Regions from separate parts of the Mus musculus genome. Here region 1 is linked to region 2. A link is a contact called in public HiChIP or PLAC-seq data. All regions are on one chromosome and are shown on one strand. The core of a region is the stretch at or near the end of the contact, and the rest is flanking DNA. Distances in the headings are between cores, read along the strand shown. Region 1 holds the start of Pilrb1 (paired immunoglobin-like type 2 receptor beta 1). Region 2 overlaps Zcwpw1 (zinc finger, CW type with PWWP domain 1).

Evidence for each region. HiChIP or PLAC-seq counts read pairs in DNA pulled down with a chosen protein or histone mark.
Region 1: a BATF HiChIP or PLAC-seq map of CD8 T cells shows a contact between it and region 2, with 14 read pairs. The contact joins the promoter of Pilrb1 here to the enhancer-like site in region 2. A contact is called at or near these places in 1 of 15 datasets of contacts at CTCF or cohesin (CD8 T cells), 1 of 484 Hi-C or Micro-C datasets (bone marrow-derived macrophages), 2 of 115 datasets of contacts at active chromatin or transcription factors (CD8 T cells and bone marrow-derived macrophages) and 3 of 9 other capture datasets (adipose tissue, liver and pancreatic islet).

What each region holds. Positions count from the first base shown.
Region 1 is chr5:137,856,680-137,859,379 of GRCm38.p6, reverse strand. It overlaps Pilrb1 (paired immunoglobin-like type 2 receptor beta 1), which reads left to right and starts at 1,331. Exons shown (of 5, transcript NM_133209.2): 1 at 1,331-1,520; 2 at 1,838-2,224. The coding sequence starts at 1,436. Gm36551 (a long non-coding RNA gene) reads right to left here. Exons shown (of 4, transcript XR_001784998.2): 1 at 2,234-2,700; 2 at 1,886-1,982.
Region 2 is chr5:137,816,196-137,818,895 of GRCm38.p6, reverse strand. It overlaps Zcwpw1 (zinc finger, CW type with PWWP domain 1), which reads right to left. Exons shown (of 17, transcript NM_001005426.2): 12 at 1,920-2,003; 13 at 1,372-1,438; 14 at 1,004-1,098. Among named protein-coding and RNA genes, the nearest start is that of Pilra, 19 kb to the left of the region's middle. Within about 2 kb of position 1,250, at least 22 of the 459 cell types and tissues checked have an H3K27ac peak or open chromatin away from gene starts, as enhancers often do. A contact at or near this core is called in CD8 T cells and bone marrow-derived macrophages, where this site is marked.

The DNA of each region.
Region 1 (2,700 bases), core at 82-2,581, 40 kb before region 2:
AAACAAACTGTCAGGACCTGACTGTTTGTGTCTGGATCAGAACAAGGGATCTGAGGACCATGGGGACTGTGAAGGGAGTCAGAGAGCAGACATGAGAGAGGGCAGGCTGCAAAGCCAGCTGCAGGGAAGCAGGAACAAGGCGATCAATGCCAGGGAACCTAAGGAAATGGGAAGAGGCCTCTGCACATGTCACTCAGGGAGATTGATGCCACTTCCTCTGACACCATGTGTGTTTGTGCCCTTCAGGGAGCTCATGGCATCATGTCTTGGGGAAGGGCAGGATGAACCTCTTTAGAATCTGCCCTGAGGTCACCACAGCCTCTGCCCCAACCTTTCATATCTCTACCCAAGTCACAGGCCAGCTGTGTCCACTGTCAGCCATGTCCCAGGCCTTACATCATGAATGACACATGGCTGCTCAGAGCTGTGTTTGCCCACTTAGTCCAAAGAAGTTTCTAGTGTGGCCATAAATAGAGGGAGTCACTCAAGAGCTTTGTGGAAGGAGCCTCCTCAGAGGCTGTACTGAGCAGGCAGACTGAAGTCTCTGTGTGAAATGGAAGACTCCAAGAACTCAATGTGACTAAAGTCCAGTCAATGAGCCATGTGGCTGTCATGTGACAAGTGCCTTGACTTCTCTGATCCTTGTTATCCTCTCCTGAGTAAGTGTTATGGTAGGAGGAGGAGAGGCAGAAATGCTCCTTTAGAAACTGGAGTAGCTTTAGAGTCACTGTCCAAGAAACCCAGGGAAGTTGGAGGCTCTGCCACAGAGATCAGGGCAAGCCTTGATTCTGCCTGTGCACTGGGAAGGCTCCCTGAAAGGCAAGAAAGAGCAAGTTGCGATGTGGACAGAGAGGGGGAAGGAAGAGCAGGGTAGGGAGGTTACTGTGCTAGGGCCTGGGACTTACTGTGTTTCCTAATTACACCTTCCTCATTGTGTCTGAGGTGATTTAGAAACTGACAACTTCATTAGGTGAGATAATTAGAGAGAAATGTGACAACCAGCATGGTGGGAGACATAATGAGAAAGAGATTGAGTAGGGGGAAGGAAAGAATAGAAGAAAAATAGAGGAAGGGAAACAGAGATTACAAGCCACTTAGGAAATGGAAAACAGTAGATAAGATAGAAGATGAAGGTGGAAGAGAGGAGAACCCTGCCTCCTGAGGACAAGGCCTTGTCTCCAAGCCAACAATGGGGGCTGGGCCAAAGTCCAGTTATGTTGTCAGTGACCACAGGGCGGATCTTCTGCAACATGGGAAAAGAAGAAGCCAGATCAATAAAGGAAGTTGCTGGCCACAAGGAGGTGGAGATGGAGAGGTCCTGCCCCAACTCAGTCCTCCACATGTGAATGCCTGGGGATCTGTTTCACTTTACCCTGGTTCTCTCTGGACTCCTGAGCACCCCAGTGTCCCTAGACAGAGCATCCTTGCCTTCCTGATGGCTTTGCTGATCTCGCTTCCTGGAGGGACTCCAGCCATGGCTCAGGTCCTGCTTCTGCTCTCATCAGGCTGTCTGCATGCTGGTGAGTGGTAGTGACCTCACTAGCAGGGACTTAACCTCAGGAGGGGACAGTGGGGCTGGGAAGAGTAGGGAGTCATGTGTACAGGTGTCTGCTAGAGGAGCCAGCCAGGACCCTCTGCCCCAAGAGTCTGTTAACATTGCAGAGGGAGCCCAACCCAACCCTTCACTCTCTTTCCTGTCCCACTAGCGTTAGGGACAGTCCTGCCTTGTGTCTCAGCCCTGCCTGTGCAAGAAGTCTCAGAATGTTCTGTGTTGTCCTTTCTATGTTTCCTGTCACTGTCCCCTGCAGTGGCTTCAGAGTCTCCCCATCCTTCCCAGGAAATTCAGAAAGATACAACAGAAAAAATGGCTTTGGGGTCAACCAACCTGAACGCTGCTCTGGAGTCCAGGGTGGCTCCATCGACATCCCCTTCTCCTTCTATTTCCCCTGGAAGTTGGCCAAGGATCCACAGATGAGCATAGCCTGGAAATGGAAGGATTTCCATGGGGAAGTCATCTACAACTCCTCCCTGCCTTTCATACATGAGCACTTCAAGGGCCGGCTCATCCTGAACTGGACACAGGGTCAGACATCTGGAGTCCTCAGAATCCTGAACTTGAAGGAGTCTGACCAAGCCCAGTACTTTAGTCGAGTTAATCTGCAGTCGACAGAAGGCATGAAGTTGTGGCAGTCAATTCCTGGAACCCAACTCAACGTGACCCAAGGTGAGTCACCTTGGCTCGGGCTTTGATGTCTGTGGCTTCCTTGTCCTGTGCCTGTCACCTCAGGCTTCACAACTCTGAGCTTCCTTTCATATTCATTTCCCTTGGCACTGCCCATACCTCTGCCAACAGCACTTCCCTTGTGGTTGTGACTAGCCTTCTCTGCTACCTCTGCTATGGTCTTGTCATTCTCTGCAGACACAGAACCACACCTGACTCTAAGCTTTAGCATCTGTCCTTCCCTCCTGCTCACTCCCTTATTGTTCGAAATCTGACTACTCTCCTGCCAGCTTTCACACATGACTTCAAGCTGAATAAACTTCTCCAGAATGTAGCTGACTCTCTTGGCCCTACATAAGGACTCCAATTGATCCCTCTATGCAGCATCTCCACACAGCTCCAACCTCAGCTCAGAAAACATGCAAGAACATATAGTGGGGACCATTGCATGTTCTGGGGTCCTCAGGTATACTGATAAC
Region 2 (2,700 bases), core at 1-2,500:
TTTAGTCATGTGATCCCCATGCAAACATGAGGCCCTGAGTTCACTCTCCAGAACCTACATGAAAGGCTGGGTGTGATGGAGCACACTTGTGATCCAGCGCTGGAGGTGTGGAAACAGGTACATTCTTGGGGCTTGTTAACCAGCCTATCTGAGTGGTCAAGCTACAAACCTACCTCAAAAAAAAACAAAAAAAAAAAAAAAAAACATGGGGGTGGCACCTGAAGAATACCTGAGAACAACCTTTGACCTCATGTGCATTTGCACACATATGCATGCACACCTGCACAGGAGTGCACTAGCACACATATTCTCTTTTTAGAAGGGGTGCTAGAGAATAATGGGTGGGCCTCAGAAAGTTAAACTAGGTTTGACTGCAACCTGGTTCAGCAGCAGAGAAAAAAAATATGTGGTCACCCTACCATCCTACTTAGTACCAGTCAATGCAAGGATTGAATGCTTAAAAAGAAGCTAAGGCAGGGGGAGGTAACTTAGAGACTATGAGATGGCGCAGCGGCTCCAAGCCTGACAACCCGAGTTCACCTGGAGGGACAACATGGTGGAAAGAGAACCAACTCCCTCAGCTTGCTCTCTGGCCTGTGTTCCCATGCCCAAGTAAGTAAATGGGGTAATAATTTTTTCACAAAAAAGAAAAAGGTAAACTAAACAAGAACATGAAAATTATTGTTTCAAGGTGATGCCAAGAAAATGGGTGACATCTGAAGTTTCCACACCAGAGAAAGGAGTGGAAAAAGCAACTGAGGGTTTCCTGGAATTATATAAAGACCAAGGGAAACACAGCACAAACTGAAACTGCAATCAAGGAAATTCCTATAGAGCTTAGAAAGTCCCACAGGGAGGATGGAAAGCCTTCTTTCCTGGAGATCTTGAGAGTGAGCCAGCCAGCCAGGGCCCCAAGGCTCGATGGTTCACAGGGACCATGAATCTATGCCAACCACACCCCTACAGGAATTCTGAAGTCACAAGAACTCTCTCTACGATTTACTTTCTTCTCTTCTTCCTCCTCCTTCTCCTCCTCTAAGTCCTTCTCTTCCTTCTCCAGACAAGACTCAGGGTTGTTGGACTCACAGAGAGTCAAATCTAGAAAAGGGAAAAGAAGGAAGACTGGGTGTCCAAGATACATTATTGAATTGAGCTGATCTCAGGAAATCCATTTTCATATCCTGTCTTCTAAGTCCTGGGGAGAGTCCCACGTCACCATGGTCCTACAGATCATGACTCACACACACCCTGTCTTATCATCCCCTCCCCCATCTCTCTGGGTCACTGTCACAAGAGAATCTGGACAGGGGCAGAGAGTGCAGGCTTGGATCCTGGGGCAGGGGCCTCTCTACCCTCCATCCCTCTTCCTACCTTCCCCTTCCTCACTGATGTCAGCTCCATTGTATCGACTCCAGAAACCAAACAAGTTAACCCGCTCCTAGGGAATCAAGAGACAACAGTGTCACCTACTCCCTGTCAGGCACAGCTTTGCCCTGTCTTCTAGATTCTAGTTATGACAAAGGCTGCATTCATTTTCCAAACCATTATCATTTGAAATATCACATAAGCTTTATCTGAACCTTTAAAGGAGATTAATTATAATCTCTTTTCTAGTTGATTCATGATGGAACAAATGACTAGGAAAGAGAAACTCACATGTCACTCTCTACCCCACCCTGCTCCTTCCAGAGGAATTTGAGGGTAAAAACTATGTTTGGGCTGAGAGAAGACACCAAGTGTCCAAGGGCAGGGAAAGGAGTGGATGCCTTAGGCATCAGGGAGACCAGGCCAGGAAGGAAAGGGTGAGATCTAAGCTGCAATAGGGAAGGCAGGCCTCCAGCTCCCTGCAGTGAGTCTGCAGGTGTGGGCTGCCTTTGGACTGAATGGGGCCGGCAGGTGTGAGCTGAGCATTGTCCCACCTGAATACTGGTCTGTTCTGCCCTGTGAGCCATCGCTATGGCTGCCTCCAGCTTCTGATTAGAGTTCTTGTTCTTGCATTTTTTCTAAAACAGAAGGTTAGGCTTGATGATAAATATGCCTTTAAAAATAGTCAATACAGAAACCTTCAAATGACTAATAATTTTTTTCATTAGTCAATATGGAGCTAGAGAGCTGGCTCAGCAGTTAAGGACCACTCTTCCAGAGGACCCAAGCTAGGTTCTCAGCATCCACACCAAACAGCTCATTACCACAGGAGTTCCAGCTTCAGGGAGCTGAAGTTCTGAGTCTCTGTAGGTTCCTGCATACATGTGCTCATACCCACAATTAAAAATAAAATAAATCTTTTTTAAAGAAAAAATAATCAATAATAATATTAGACACATGATCCCAACATATCACTACCCCCCCCCAGACATTTTTGGTTTTTGAGGCAGAATCACACTGAGCTACAGCTCAGTCTGGCCTAGCACTCACTTACAGCCTATTGGCCTCAAACTCAAAGCATCCTCCTGCCTCAGCTTCCTGAGTGCTAAATTATAGATGTATATCATCACACCTGACTTAGACATTATATTAGCTACAGGTGTTTCAGATCCTGGTACTGACACAATACTCTGTTCTCAATCTTTTGGGGCTCTCCTTCCCAATGGCATTTTTGGGCCCTCTCTACAGTGACTCACACAGGGATTTGATGGGAAAGAAGATGGACGTTCAGGTGACTCCCCTTTCAGGCCCTCGCAGGTTTCTCTAATCCTGGCA